Linked DNA regions of Triticum aestivum: region 2 is linked to region 1. Evidence: chromatin contacts called from public Hi-C data. All regions are on one chromosome and are shown on one strand. Each heading gives the region's core, a stretch centred on a gene start, on an enhancer-like site or on the middle of the called end of the contact. The rest is flanking DNA. Distances are from core to core; before and after follow the strand shown.

Region 1 (7,921 bases), core at 3,299-5,798:
CTTAAAGCATAGGAGAGGCAAAGACCCGCAAAGCCTGGAAATATATTTCGCAAGTGTTCATCAAATCTGCAGACAGAGTTAAAAAAAAAAGGGATCTGTTCGCTGTAATGGTTATGTAGATACCTGGTGAAATTACTCCTGGAGGAACCAAAATAAGGAACAATGAAGATGTGAATATGGTCAAGCTTTGGAGTGCTTCCACTCTTATAAGAACCCACTCCTGCGCAGCAACCGTGTGGAAGAACATTGTCGCATCGTTGTCTATAAGCTGCAGGTTGTTGTGGATGAACCTGTCTGTTGCCGCGAAGGCCCTGATTGTCACCACACCAAGAATCGATTCTGATGCATAGTTCATGACAGGTGCCTTCGTTGTTCCATTAATTCTGACTAGCTCTCTGGCCGAGTCCACGTAGTACCTCTTCAATATTTGAAAACAAAGCATCAGATTTTAAACTCACAAGACACATTTCATCGGTCATCTCCTCTGGATTAATTTCCTGGGCTTAATTGCTTGGATCAATGTACAGCAAAGTAGACGACTTACCTGAACATATACCATGGATATTGCGACTGGGATTGCTACAACTAAGACCTGCCAAGTTACAGTACCCATGACCAGGACTGTCGTGACCACCTCGATGCCGCCAGTCACCACAAAAGCCATGGAGTAAGGTATGTCAAAGTCCAGAATGCTTAAATCTGATGAAGCCTGCATAGAGATAAATAAACCTTCGGTCAGGGACTCGTCACTAGTACTAGAGAAATTACATTTAGCTTGCTATGGTTATACTATTATTTTTGGGAGAGATGCAGTAAAGTAACCGTATATACCCTTGTCAATATTCTTCCAATGGGCGTCGAATCAAAGAATGACATGGGGGCCTTGAATACAGAGTCCATTAGACCCGTAAAGAATGCTTTGGAGGCCTTGAGTCCCAGATTAGCAGCAAAGAAGCTTCTGAGGTAGGCGAAGCAGCAGCTGAAGATGGAGATCCCCGAGTATGCCCCAACCAGAAGAGCATTACTGACATTGATCTGAATAGCCACGGCCAGCCAGTATGTGGACATGATTTGAAAGACTGTGAAAAGCACTTGAGCTGTAACCATCCCACAGAGGGGTAAAACGCCCTTGGAGACTTCTACGTAGTCTTTGTATGGCTTCCATCCGAGGTTGCCGATCCCCTTCTCCTCCTCTTCTGTGAGCTGGGCCACCGAAGGACCCCTCGTCGAGACTTCGATCTCGCTGGCCTGCCGCGTCGCCAGCAATGCGCTCGGCATTATACCGCCATCGAGCACCTGTTGCCCTTGGACTTCGTTCTCTTGGCTGGTGGTATCCAGTGCTGTGATTGAGGACTGATGTGCCGAAACTAGCTTCTCGAATGCGGTCCCGGATTCCAGTAGGTCTGCGTATTTCCCTTGCTGTTTAACCTGACCGCCTTCCATTACCTGTTGAAACAATCGCCGAGTATGATATAGGAGGATCATCGATATTACGAAATTTTGTGCAGTCATGTTCAGAAGATCTACTTACCAGAATCCTGTTGGTTTCAGTCAGAAATTCAACTTGGTGCGTCACAAGAACAACGGTCTTCTCTGAAAGTGCGGTCATCACACAATCCTGCAAGAACATCGACATCAGAACTTCGTGTGGTAGAAAACAAGCTGTTAGCATTAGAGATTAAGAGCCCCCTCCTTACATAGAAAAGAACTGCAGCAGTGTGCGCATCGACCGCGCTGAAAGGGTCGTCTAGGAGGTAGATATCTGCATCACTATAGACAGCTCTAGCAAGTTGAATCCTTTGCTTCTGGCCTCCACTCATGTTGAGCCCTCTCTGGCCGATCTCCGTAAGGTCTCCATGATTGAAATTTTCTATATCCTTGTCCAAAGCACAAGATTTGATTGCCTTCTCATACAGTTCCTTGTCGAAGGGCTTTCCGAAGAGTATATTGTCGCGGACAGTGCCACTCTGTATCCATGAATTTTGTGAAACATATGCCAGTGATCCAAATACGTCAACCTGCAAAACATAATGTTAACATTCTTTTTGTGGAAATGGAGAAATGAGCATGATTTAATCATTCCATCTGCATAAAGAGCATATACTTTTCTGTCACTTACTGATCCTGATGTTCTAGGTATCTCCCTAAGTAATGCATAAAGGAGCGAAGATTTTCCTGAGCCAACCGCGCCACAGACGGCCACCTTCTCTCCTTTGTTTATGCTAAGGTTGACATTCCTTAGCGTCAAATTGGCCGCACTCGCATTCCAGCTGAAATTTGCATCTTGGACATGAACCCTGATATCAGAATTATGTGGAGGCGCCCTCTCGGCACCCTCTTTGATCTCTTCTTCTATGAGAAATTTCTCGATACGGTCCAGCGACACCTTGTACTGGATCATCATTGTCAGGATCTCAGGAAGGAACCTCACCGGCTCAGCCATGACCCTCAGGGTGGCCAAGACCGTGAAGAGGGTACTGGCATTCAGGGGGGCACTCCCCAGGATCGCCGTTGCGGTGTACATCACCGCAGAGACGACCGTCGGGGACATCCAGTACATGACGGCGCCGTAGGCCTTCTTCATCTGGGTCTCCCTCAACCATATGAACTCGGCGTTTCTGAGGGACTCGACCATGGCCCGGAACTTCTCCTCCCATGACTGCAGCTTGATGATCTTCATGCTGTTGAGCACCTCGGACGTGGACCGGAGCCTATCATCCTGTGCAACCATGAACTTGGCCTGGTACCCTTGCAGAAGCTTTGCGAACGGCATGTTGAGGAAGCCGAAGATGATCAGGGGGACTAGACCCGGGACCGCCCCGAGCCTGAGCGCCCAAAAGAGCGTGCCTACTGCAAAGGCGAGCTGGAGCGGCGAGCTCCACGCCATGTGAAACCAGCTGAGAGCATCGCCGAGCCGGTAAGCGTCGACGGCAATGTAGTTGACTATCTCCCCGGTTGAATGGCTCTTCCTCCCCTGGCTGGACAGCTTGAGCTGCTTCTGAAAGATGGCCGCCATTAGCGCGGACCGGATGCGCATCCCGGTCCTCCTGGAGTCGAAGAACCAATGGCGCTGGGACAGCGACTCGACGAGCTTGATGACGAGCAGGCAGCCGACGAGCGACAGACCAACGCGGTGATCCCTCTCTTCTTGGTAGCTGTACCGTACGAACGCAAAGAGCAATATAGGGGCGACGGCTATGGCCAGCGTTCTCATGAAGGCGTAGAAGCCGGCGATCATGATCTCCCTGAGGAAGCACTTGCACAGGACGAGGGCGAGCCTGTTGGATCTCCCGCTCTGCGCCTTGTCCTGCCGGTGGCGGCTCCATGCCTCAGAGAACCTATGTGAGGCTTGCTGTGCGCAGTCCTCGCCGGCGATGAGCGGGATGTCGGCGAGGTCCAGTGCTTTTGAGCGGCCGAGGCGGAGCAGTGGGTTCAGCCACGAGAAGGCGAGCTGGCTGAACAGGCCGGCCCGGTAGAGTTCCGAGTCGTGAACTGCCTTGTCAATCAAGGGCTCCGACAGGCCGTCGTCGTCCTGGCAGCCACGGCTCCGCCGGAGCAGCGAGCCGAGGGCGCAGAGCAGGAGGAGGAAGTTGACCGCCCACGCGACACCCTCCGCGACGTCGAGCCCATAGCCCATGGCAAGGACCTCCGCATTGTACGCGGTGATGAGCAGCGAGAAGAGCGTCCACCAGAGAACGGCCACGGCCCTGGCCGGCCTCGTCGGCTGGACGTGCAACGAGGCCGCCACGGCCACCCACACCAGCCCCCTGACGACGGAGGCCGTGGTGGCCGCCGCATCCGCGGAGCCCCTGAACGCGGCGACGGCGTACGCCGCCGCGACCGCCACGCAGCACGCGGAGACCGCGGCCACCCCCCACCGCCGCCTTGCGCCGCCGCTTCTTGCCCGCCCATCCCACCGCCCGCTGACGCAGGCCGCGAGCAGCGCGGAGGCGTAGGCGGCGAGGAGCACGATATTGACGCAGTCGACCAGACCCCTCTGCACGCACGGCGACGCGAGGGTGAGCCCGCCGCCGTCCTCCCGCCCGCAGGTCCACGAGGGCGACCAACCTGCCACACACACGCACCCAAATTCCAACCCAAGCAAAGCAACGGCGTTAATTAAGCGACGCTGAATGCACGGAGCGTCAAGAATCTCCGGAAGGGTTTACAAGAAGAAGAGGAAGGGAGCTTCGTCCCGTCTTCCTCCTTACCGAGAGAGGCCATGGCCGGATCGCCCAGCTTATCGGCCGTCCCTGCGCCTCGCATGCAGCAGCGGCCGACGCGTCGCCTATTCCTGGGCAGGAGACGAGGAGGAGGGAAGGAAGCCACTTGTTTATATTATAGCAGCACTAGCGGAGTGCAGCAGCGTGTGCGTTCACGTATATTCGCACGCGGGTACGGACAGGCGGAGGATTTGTCTGAGATCGATAGCGGAAGAGAAGTGAAGAGAAGACCACTCCGGACTGTGGTGGCCGGAGGACGCCCTGCAAAACTCGGATTTGTCCGCCGTCGCTTTCAGGCGCGGCGTTGTTGAGCCGAACTCGTGTGGGGAGGTAGAAGAAGAGCAGGTCGCACGCTGGCGGCCTCGGCGTCTCCTTGTCGTTTTCCTCGTACAGGCACTGGTTGGTTGCGGCTGGTGAGTCTGCGTATGGCGTGACGTGGCGACGGACGGCTGGCATGGCAAGGCCAGGCTAGGCGCATTCACTCCGTCGTGGCTACTGGTCGAGGTCTGGCACCAAATCGATGTGAGCCGTCAATTTTTCACGACTAATATTATACTCTTTACCTCTTGTGGAGTAAGACGTTGTCCATGATCATGTGGGGCTAGTATGGACGTTTCACTTTCGCAAAAATAAGGAAGTAATGTATAGCGCCATTAAAACATGAAGGCAAATAAGGAAAGATATATCAAGGAAATTTATGCTCGGGAGGTGAGATCACTAAATCTACCAAGAATATCTTCTATTTATTTTGTTTTACTTACCACTCCCTCTGTTCCTAAGTATTTGTCTTTCGAAAGATTTCAAATGTACTACCACATACAGATGTATATAGACATAATTTAGATAGTAGATTCACTCATTTTGTTCTGTATGTAGTCACTTGTTGAAATCTCTAGAAAGACAAATATTTAGGAACGGAGGGAGTATATCTATATGATCAAAATTACCCTCAATTGATCCACCACTCTTAGAGCATTTCCACCAGGATTTAGCAAATCCGCCCCCCTCTATGTTCGCGAACACATCCGGATCACCCCTCATATCTCGTGTCCGGAAACCACATACCTCAAATCCGGACTCTCAAATCCATGCACGTTCATCATACATTGCCAGTGTTGCACGTAATAAATAACAAATATTGGTATAAAAAATACATAGTTTTACATAAAATTTATTTTAAGTGCACTTCAAACAAGCTTATTGGTTTTCATTATGGGTCCACATATGCTCCACAAGATCACTAAGTAGCTGCGCATGCACCTGATGATCTCGAAGATTTCAATGCATCTGCAAAAAGTTCATAAGCTGATTTGCATCTTGATTTTAGGGATTTGAAATTGTTCTCCGGGCGCTTCAAAATCATTGGTTTGGGACCCTCATTCTCGACAATCGTAAAGTGTGCAAAATAACACAATATGTTATCAGCTACCACAAAGTTTATGATGCCCACATCATTGCAGCTCCATGAACAATTCCCAAATTAGTTTGAAGCACTTTGAATGCCCTCTTGACATCCTTCCTAGCTGCTTCCTGCATTGTTGCAAAGTGGCTTTGTTTGTTGCTGTGTGGTTCGGATATGGTCTTAACGAATGCCGCCCGCTGAGGATAGATGCCACCGGCAAGATAGTATCCCATATTGTAGTCACGGTCGTTGATAGCGTAGTTGCACGGCCACGATTCCCCACTATAAATCCTCTTGAACCCAAGAGCCTGGCATTGCAAAGAAAGCATGCCAAGTCCATGCCACTGCTTTTAGTATGATGGTGGCCTCTTTGGTGCGACCTTGATATATTCCTCGCAAACTTTTGGGGCGATTCTTCAATGCACACAATCAATTGATCCAAGCATTCCTGTAAATCCTCTGGCCTCTCTAATAGCCAACAACTTTTCTATGTCCTGCACATTTGGTTCTCTCAGATACTCTGCTCCAAACACCTGCACCACAACGTGGGCAAACTTAACAATAGTCTTTAGCCATGTGCTCTTCCCCATTCGGACCATCTCACCAACGGCATCTGCGACAATACCAAGTGCAAGCATCCTCAGAGAAGGCGTGCATTTCTGCTTAGCAGAGAAAGAAAGTTGGCTGCAACAATCCCTTGTGAGCTTGAAGTAGTCATCACGTGCCCCATTCCCTCCACAGTGCGCAAAAACAATAGTTTTCACATGCGAAAACGGCGATGAAAAAATGGATCATCCGAAAAAGTTGGGTCTGGAGCAAAATAATCCTTCTGCAGTAGCCGTGCTCTGGAGATCCTATCCTGATTGATCACTCTTCTCCCTTTGATCGAACCCTTGAAGTTTAGAATATGCTCCACCCATCCGTTCCATTTCCTCTTGCATGCTCATGAGAATGATCATGCCCACTTCTTCATCTGAATCCGACGAATCAAAGAACTCAGCTTCAATCATTTTCTCAAGCTCCGTCGGGCCATCCTCCTCGTCCGATGAAGCATCGGAATTCATCGCTTCCCCTACAAATAAAACACAAAAGAACAGGTCAGGCATTATATTGAACATATATAGAGCACAAAGGGTAGCCCGATAGCCGCCGGACGTACCGAGGTGGCGTCCGGGCTGGCGGCGAGCACGGGAGAGAGGACTGTTGTGCCGGTCCTGACGGTGTTGAGGCTCGGAACGACTGCGGAGCAAGGGTGGCGGCAGAGCTGAGACATCCGGGCTGAGGAGGAAGAAGAGAGGAGAAAGCAAATGAATCTGGCAGGTCGAGGGGGTGAATTTTGGTGTAATTGCGGTGGGTAGGCCTGTCGGGTTCGACATGGCGGGCGCGCCTGGGCATCCCATATCTGGCCATATTTGGGCTGGATACCAGGGGTGCCGATCAGGTCGGACGTTTGAGACCCTTTTCAAGCGCCTGTCTAGATTGTTTTTTTTTCATCGGTCACTGATGGGGCCGTGGCGGGTTTGAGGCGACGGGGTGTAGATGCTCTTAGTAAGACAGAGAGCAAATGCTTGGAGTAAGATTTTCTTTACTTTTTATAAAAGAGGGACAACACCCCCAGCCTCTGCTTCCAGTGATGCATACGGCCCCTCCATTACACATTTACGCATCATTTGTGCACCTATCATTGTACTGCATGTCTCGAGACAAAATCAAGCAAATTGATTGATATAAACAGCTACCGTGGAAATGACGTTCTCTGCGCTGGGGAAGAACCATGGAAGCGGAGAAAGGTACGTTGCGTACATAACGTAGGTAGAGCCGGAGCCGGGGGCCAGTTATACAGCGACAGAATTGAAGAGTAAGGCCTACGCCCGCAGATCACCAACGACCAAGGTAGTATGCGGGGTGCTTTCACAATTCAATGCAAGCAAGTAAGTGTGATTGCACTCACCTGCAAGGATGAAAACAAAGTGGAAACGGATGGAACCGAGTGCTACCATATTTATTTTCATATATTTTTGTAGAAGCAGAAACAAAGACAGAAACCCGAAAATGAATATGAAAACAGATACTATCGAAAAGGACACAAAGTGAATACAAAGCAGACACGAAAACAAAAATAGGCATTGACCGGAACTTTAAAACCCCTTGAATCATAGAGGAATACACGCAAAAACAAAGAAAATTGAATGAATTGTTAACTTGGCTGAAAAATAATATCATTATGTTAGCAACTTAGTGTAGTATCGTCGTAGTATTAGACAATTGCGTTTAGGGTCAAGATAAGTATATGTGT
Region 2 (7,921 bases), core at 3,060-5,559, 140 kb after region 1:
CATCTTGAAGCTATAGTGATTGGTCCGTCCATTGTGGATGACGCCTCGGTCGAATTGCCATGGTCGTCCGAAGAGGAGATGGAAAACGGACATAGGAACCACATCACACTCCAAGGTGTCTTTATACGCGCCACTATTGAAGGACACTTGAATGTTGTGCTCCACTTGAATGGTGTCGGAGTCGCTCAACCATTGGACTTTGTATGGGCGAGGATGCTTCTTCTTGAACAATTGTAGTTTGGAACACAACTCTTCATTTGCCAAATTGTGGCAACTTCTGCCATCTATGATGACTTTAATGGAACGTCCATTGATGCTCGCTTTGGTATGGAAGAATGGCATCGTTGGTCTTCATCTTGTTGATGTTGAAGTGTCAAGACCTTGGAGACAACTAGAGCGGGGCCCGCATCATTGTCAGGAAAGATTAGATCGTCTTCATCTTCATTTACTTGCCGGTGCATGGCCACGTGCTCAAGCACTTCCATTTCTTTTTCACTCATAGAGTCATAGGTGTCGTCATTGTTGGCGATCATGGTGCGCCGAGTGGGGCACTAAAATGTGTTGTGGCCTCGGTCTTGACATGTGAAGCATTTGACGGAAGTCATCTTGACGGCCTCATCGGTTGGAGTGGTTGATGACGAAGCCTTTTGCTTGAAGGTTCTTGTAGTAGAAGGATGACTTGAAGGTGTCGAGGATGTTGAAGTTTTCTTATAACTTGACTGGTCGTCGTTGCTTGTTGAAGGCTTCGTTGAGGTAGAAGGTGTCGTAGTCATTGAAGCTTGAGTGTATGAACCATAGGTCTTGGAAGAATACTTGGCGTACTTGAAGTCTTCTTACACTTGTCGCTCCGGCTTAGTAGCTTGGTGCAGTAGCGCAAGGAGGTTGGAGTACGGCTGAAAATCTGCAATTTTCTTGATAGGATGGTTGAGTCCATTCAAGAAACGTGCCATAGTTTGCTCCTCATCTTTTGTGACATTGTCTTGAATAATGGAAATCTCCATTTCTTTGTAATACTCTTCAATGGACTTGGTGCCTTGCTTGAGAAGTTGCATTATCTTGAAGAGGTTGCGACTATAGTATGTAGGCACAAAGCATGCTCTCATGACCTCCCTCATTTGATTCATGTTGTGATGGGTGGATCACCTTTTGCTTCGCGTCGCTCAATGACTTGTTCCCACCAAATGAGAACATAGTCTTGGAACTCAAGTGAGGCCATGGTGATACTTTTATCCTCTTCGTAATTGTGTAGAAGAAATATTTTGTTGACCTTCAATGCCCATGAAAGGTAGTCTTCGGGATCATTGCTTTCGGAAAACTTTGGCATGTTGAACTTGAGCTTGTTGTGCATTGCTCTTCAATGCGTTGGGGGCGATGGTGATGGCACTCTTGCCGTGGTGGAGGGTCTTGAACCACTTGTTCCTCGTGCTCCTCTTGATTAGCTTGACGTTGTGGGCGTGGAATTCTTGCACGGTTCCTCATCTCTTGGCGCTCCTCAAGGCGTGTGGCTTCTTCTTGTCGCTCTTGTCTGAGGACCTCTTCTTGTAGACGTACTTGCCGTTTGCACTCTCGTGTGTTGTGAGTTACTTCACGTAGAGCACATTGGGCTTCAAGGGCTTATTTCTCGTGGCGTTGTTACTCTTGTTGTAGGGCATCGCCATCTTGGTTATCCTGGTGATGTTGGCGTCGTGGAGCTTGCTCTTATTCCATAGGATCATTAGCTTGGCAACGATGTCGGTCATGTTCCCGAAGGCGATCTTGTAAACCATTGCCATGAAATGGATTTTGTGGAGCTTGATGATCTTCATTTGAGGAATATTTTGATGCTGAGAGTTAGAGAGGAGCATGACCTCGTTGGAATTGAACTGTTGAATGTTCCATTTGAGGAGTTCTTCGCGTTTTTCAATCTAAAGACCCTCGATAAATTAATGATCACTTGCTACTGCCTGTAAGTAGTACTACTTCTGTCATTAAGTCTCTATATATAGGTCAGCTCTTTCATTGCATGTATTTTTAATTATCCTCACTATATTATGCAGATTGAAGATCGCCGAATTGAATAAAAGACAAACCGATGATATTGGGTTCATTAACACAAATCTCATAGATGCATATATAGTTGAATTTCAGGCCAAAGATACCGAGGCCAAGCTGCTACAATCGTTTGTATTAAATCAAAACAAAGCTATAATACTCTTCCCTTACGAATTTCAGTGAGTGTTACTGTCTTGTGCATATTCGGTTTCCCTTATTAGTCGAGGTTATAGTAATGTAATTGATGAGTTATGCATGCGTGCGCAGCTTCCACTATATTCTCCTAGAGATTAAGCTTGAGCAGGGACTAGTAACCGTCTTAGACTCGAGACGAAAAGATCCCAAGAAGTATGCGGACATGACTGAAATTCTAGAGAAGTAAGTTAAATCAATCATTATCGCACCATATCGGCAACTTTGTTCATTTTCTGATATCAAGTAATTGTTTTCTTTGTCTGGCAGGGTTTGGAAAAAATTCACCTCAAAAACTCCGGGACTGCCGAAGAAGCTACAATTTAGACACCCGAAAGTAAGTACCATAGTAGCATGTTCCACGCATCTCCTAGTGATTCAAGCGCTAGTTTCATCAATACCATTTAGCATGCTTGCTAATTATCAGTTTGATTGACCTCTATTTCTTGTAAAGTGGTTGTGGCAGGAACAAGGGAATGGTTATTGTGGATACTACATTTGCGAGTCCATCCGCCACACGACCTATGAGCGGGGCTACTCTGACAAACAATATGAAGTGCGTAAATAATAATATTCACAATTTTATTTTATTACCATCATTTGTGTTCAGTTTCATTTATTCATATATATGTATTGACCCCCTCTTCAAATTAGATATTTCGGATGCGGGATGAACTCCTACCACCAGATCGTATGCGAGGAATTCAAGAGGAATTGGCGGCATTCTTTCTTGACCACGTGATCGCTAAAGACAGATAATACCATGTGGACCCTGATCAGCTCGTTTTTAATTAGGAGATTATATTGTAAGAGATACTTATATTGTATATACTAGCAAACATGCCCGTGCGTTGCAACGGGAGAGAAAAATACATCGTGTCGCCGCCTATCCTCCATACCACCCGCACGATGATCATGATGTCCATCTTATTAGAACACGTCCAATTGTTGTCAATACTGAGGTGACGAGCTCGCCGACGTATATCAAACCTGTCATTGTGTCCACGCAAGCAAATGTTCAATTTTTTAACAACTAATCTTGGCAAGCTAGACACGTGGGGCACCCTTCGCGAGCTACTCCTTGCACCCAACACATACACCTCCCCTCATACTTCTACTCTTTTTACACAACGCCATGAATCAGAGTTAGTCGGGTCAAGGAGCCGGGTCGCGGTAGATCACGAGAGATGGAAGGCTCGTCGTGTACAAAGTGAATGGAAATGTTGCAGAGGCAGGACAGGACATGGCAAGATGTGATCCGATGTTCCTCCTTCCTTTTGTTGCAGAGGATGCGCAGTGCCACAATGGTGGTGACATAGTTAGCAGCAATGGGACAACATCGCTAAAGATACACACGCGGCAAGATGAAGTGTGGTGAGAAGCCAATACTCGGTGATGCAATGTTGTAGTGAGAAGATAGCACGGGTTTCACCGCATGGAAATGGAGTTCCTTATGAAATCTGACTTGGCATCGAAAAAGTTGTAAATCGTAATATCAAATTATTGATCATAAAAACCAAGGATGATCATCCATGGTGATGGGTCAGACCTGCATATTCGGCTATAAGCTGACGTCCTTTCAGACCATCTCCGCCATCGTCCACCATGTACTCCCGCGTGGTCATTGGAATAGCAAAAAAATGGAATCGTAAAAATCTATAGGGTACCCAGATGCTACCTTAATGTGGCTTGATGGAACACAGCAAAATACATACGCGGGTTCCGATTATTTCTCTTCGATAGCCATAGCCATGCAAGTTAGTCAGCCCAAAACAACATTACGCGGGCGATCATGTATATACTTAGTTGTTTTTAGGGGTATGTATGTACTTAGTTCTTTTTTTTGAGAATCATGTATGTACTTAGTTGATCTATCTTTCCTTACAAAGCTAACAATCATGCTAGTGAATTAGTTGGCTGACGCAATAAATCATGGAAATTTTACCATGGCGCATGGGAAAGCCCGCAAATAAATAATTCTTACTATGTACTGTACTACACGTCACACACCATGTTTGGCTGGACAGAGCCTCTGCATGCCAGCCACGCACACCACACACACAGCCACGAGTCAGACACATGCAACAACAGTACATCGCAACCGCTGCTGTCACCAAACCCGTGCAGGAAAAGGGCTCGATGATCCATCCCACCCATACCATGCAAAAAACAAAGATGACTCACATCTCTCTCCGTGCTTGGAATAATGGCGGCCCTTCCTTCGCTGCCTCTCCACCACTCCTCTCACCTTTTTCTTTCTCCCCTCTTTCTCCTCCTCCACGTCCTACCTCCGCCACACCTCCCCATCCCTGCCATGGCAGGCTCCCTCTCCTTCCTTCGCCACCATGACTCCGCGAGGTGTCCGGCCAGGGCGAAGGCGGCAACAGCCCGACAGTGACGTGCTGAGCTATGTAGCCAGGGAGGTGACTCAAGGCGAGGCGAGGTCGGGGCAGGTGCCGACGCGCGGTGGTGAGGCAGCGCAGTAGCAGGGCTGTGCGGGGATGGGACTTGGGAGCCTGCTACTTCCTTCCCCTGTACTCGTCGTCAGTCGCGCATCCTCTTCTCTGTCAGTGCGCCACCTCGTTCCCGACCCCGATCTCCTTCTTTGCCGACGACCGAAGCCACCAACCAGGACCCGTCGCCCACTGCCTTCTTTTCCCAATCATCTCCATGTTCCCTTCTTTTTTTCTCCAGTTACTGTCATCTCCCTCTATCTCTCTTGCTCTCTGTTACAGTGAGGCCGCCATGGACGCCCGAGGTCCTCCGGTCCGACCCACGCCCCGGCGGCCCTGCCGACTCGTGGCCTAGGTGAGCAGCAGCTGCACCGCATCGTTGCTCTGCCTCCTCTCTCCCTATCTATCTCTCCTCTGTCTCGCTCAACCCTCTCTTTTCTTCAACATGAAGACCACCATGCCCGCTGCAGGAGCTTTGAGCTGACCCCGCAGCATGGAGACCACCGCCGACCGTCCGTCGTCGGGAATCACCAGATCCGGCCCGCCGGCCAAGGCCACCTTCGACGGTTTCCTGTCCGCCGCGCTCTCGAAGGCCCGCCGCGACAGCGGGGTTTTTTCTGCAAAAAAACAAAACGTTATCTTAGGACTGCGGGTTGATTTCAAAGAAATAGAGGGGCCTTTTCGCAAAAATGCCGACGACGTACGACAGAAATTGTACTAGCTTTATTATTAGGTAAAGATAAAGATATAGCCAATAGCGTCGGATAGATATACGAGAACTTGTTGTTCGACTAATCTCTCAGAGAAGGAGAGGTGGTCGATACCACTTCTCTCTGTATGCATATGTTCATGACGATTTTCTGTTTCCTTCATTTGCTTACTAGCTAGCGTGTCTAGTCTTAGAACGTAGCGTCGACCAAGCACGGAGATAAGAGAGGACACTTCTCTCTATTAATTAGCTAGCTAACACAATATATGAAACACCTAAATTAACCCCCCAAAACCCACTAACCCCCCCCTCTTCAAAAAAAACAAAAACCTCAGCACCTGAAATGCTGACGCGTGGATGTCTATTAGTCCCGGTTGGTGCCACCAACCGGCATCAAAGGGCCTCCTGCCTGGGCTCGCTGCACCGGCCACGTGGAGGCCCATCTGTCCCGGTTTGTGTAAGAACCGGGACTAAAGGTCTAGGGCATTAGTACCGATACTTTAGTCCCGGTTCAAAAACCGGGACAAATGACCCTTACGAACCGGGACAATAGACCATTTTTCTACTAATGATATACTTTAAAGTGTAGATTCACTCACTTTGATGCGTATGTAGTCAAAAAGACTTATATGTGGGAAGGGAGTATCACATAGTTAAAATGACTTAAAGTGTAGATTCACTCAATTTGCTTCGTACGTAGTCATATTAGAATCTCACGATACGACATAGTTCAGCACCAGCGTGAGAAGAAATCTGTGGAGACATCGTGTGCCCACCACGAACCAAAATACTGGAAGTCTTCGACTGGGTAGGACAGACTGACAGCATATATAACAAAAAAAAAACTATCCTCTTGCAGCACTGAGCATTAAGATCCCGATGCGAATGAATACAGATCGCGATCTTCCTTATTCTCCCGTCAAAATCAGATCTTGATCTTCCTTATTTTTCCACGAAAATCAGATCGTGATCTGATGCTAGAAAATATCTGCACCTGAGTCATCAGGGCGCTGTTTATTGTGTATCTGTTCACAGACAAATGTTGTGTATCCATGCCGGCCGCTTCTCCAAGAAGCCAAGGGATGTCGCTTGTAATGTCCTCTACCACTCCTTTCGACCACAAGTAAAAGAAATGGATTTGCAGGTACGCAAATACACATTGAAACGATTGATGTCCATGTGGTGCCAAGTCCTTCAATTTTAGCCTTCTTTTTTTTCTTTCTTTTTGTCTCCTCCAACCGTAGTTGTCGAAGGCTTGCCACCGCCACCTTGGTTCCTCTCCTCTCTCCCCTCCCGCGATCTCGTTGGTGGCTAGAGGAGTGGAGACTCGTCCTTTCCATGCTTTCTTAGTTTTGGTAGGGTCTCGTGTAATGATGGCGATGACGCACTAGAATAAGATCTCTCTAACCTCTTCCTACCTTGACGACGTCAGGTCCGACGCCAGCAAAAGGAGCATATGTCTTGTCAGATCTGTTGGCTATCTTCGGATTTTCGCAGTTGATGTGTCAGTCAAGGTAAGTGGTTAGTTGAGTCTTGGTGCGATGATTTTGGTGTCTTCTTTCAATTTCTTTGGTGGCATGATCCGGTTTCTCTGACCCTCTTAGCAAGTGGTGAAGAATTGAAGCTTGTGTGGGGGTGACGCCCAAACAAATATTCCTCAAGCCATTTCTAGATCTCGTTTCAAGCGGTGAGTCACTTTTGTTGTTTTTAAAGCCTCGTATGACAAGGGCGTTTGCAGGTGTACCTTTTCTTTAATGTCGGTTCAGTGCAGTTTTCCATCCCACGATGGCGGCGTACAATTGAAGGAAGAGGATGGCTAGTCTGATTTTCCATATTATTTTAACTGGTAGTTTTGCGTCCAAACGTTTTTCCATTGCACTAGCTAATGTTTTCCTTGATAATTATCAATCTAAGATGCCTTTTGGTGTCTTTTCTAAAAAGAGTAAGTGTTAAGTAAGACCGCGACAAAGCGGGATTTTTTGTTCCACAAATGCAACCCTGAACTCTGAAACTAAATGAACAAGTCAGTTGGCCTTTTTTGGAAAAAGAAATATATTAATACCGAGAACATATCAATTACATCTAGCCTCTACATTAACACAATCTTAAGAGATACTCAAGATATTGTGAATGCACACAAGTAAATTGTTAGAAGAAACATCAGGAAGGAGACGCTAGCAATAACCATCAATGCTGACAACCCCAGGTAATATGATAGGTTCTTAAAAAAATAACGCTTAAAGGAAGGGAATGACGACGAGCGCCACTGTCGATGGGCCAACCACAAAGGCTAGATCATGGATTTTCACCTCAGAGAAGATTCTAAGGAAACTCCATGCAACTCCTTCAACAAGGAAGCGTTGTGTGAACGACGACATTGGCAGGCTCAACTTATGAAGGTTGGGCCTAGAGTTTCACCCATGGAACTCGAGTCTTGCAGTCAAAGAGCACCACCTAGTCGACGTTGCCCTATGCTGCCACCACCTATCAATCCATCATTGCATATACAACCATGCAAATGCATAGTCCTGATGTG

Evidence for each region. A called contact is a pair of places that touch in the nucleus more often than the background predicts.
Region 2: a contact with region 1 is called in a Hi-C map of leaf, with 6 times the contacts expected there. The contact joins the enhancer-like site here to the promoter of LOC123155875 in region 1. A contact is called at or near these places in 5 of 5 Hi-C or Micro-C datasets (leaf, root and an unstated tissue).

What each region holds. Positions count from the first base shown.
Region 1 is chr7B:499,306,189-499,314,109 of IWGSC CS RefSeq v2.1, forward strand. It overlaps LOC123155875 (ABC transporter C family member 8), which reads right to left and starts at 4,549. Exons shown (of 13, transcript XR_006477661.1): 1 at 4,212-4,549; 2 at 2,120-4,068; 3 at 1,698-2,018; 4 at 1,532-1,618; 5 at 832-1,446; 6 at 545-709; 7 at 124-418; 8 at 1-34.
Region 2 is chr7B:499,444,827-499,452,747 of IWGSC CS RefSeq v2.1, forward strand. No RefSeq gene overlaps it. Among protein-coding and RNA genes, the nearest start is that of LOC123156670, 20 kb to the right of the region's middle. Within about 2 kb of position 4,310, at least 4 of the 8 cell types and tissues checked have an H3K27ac peak or open chromatin away from gene starts, as enhancers often do. A contact at or near this core is called in leaf, where this site is marked.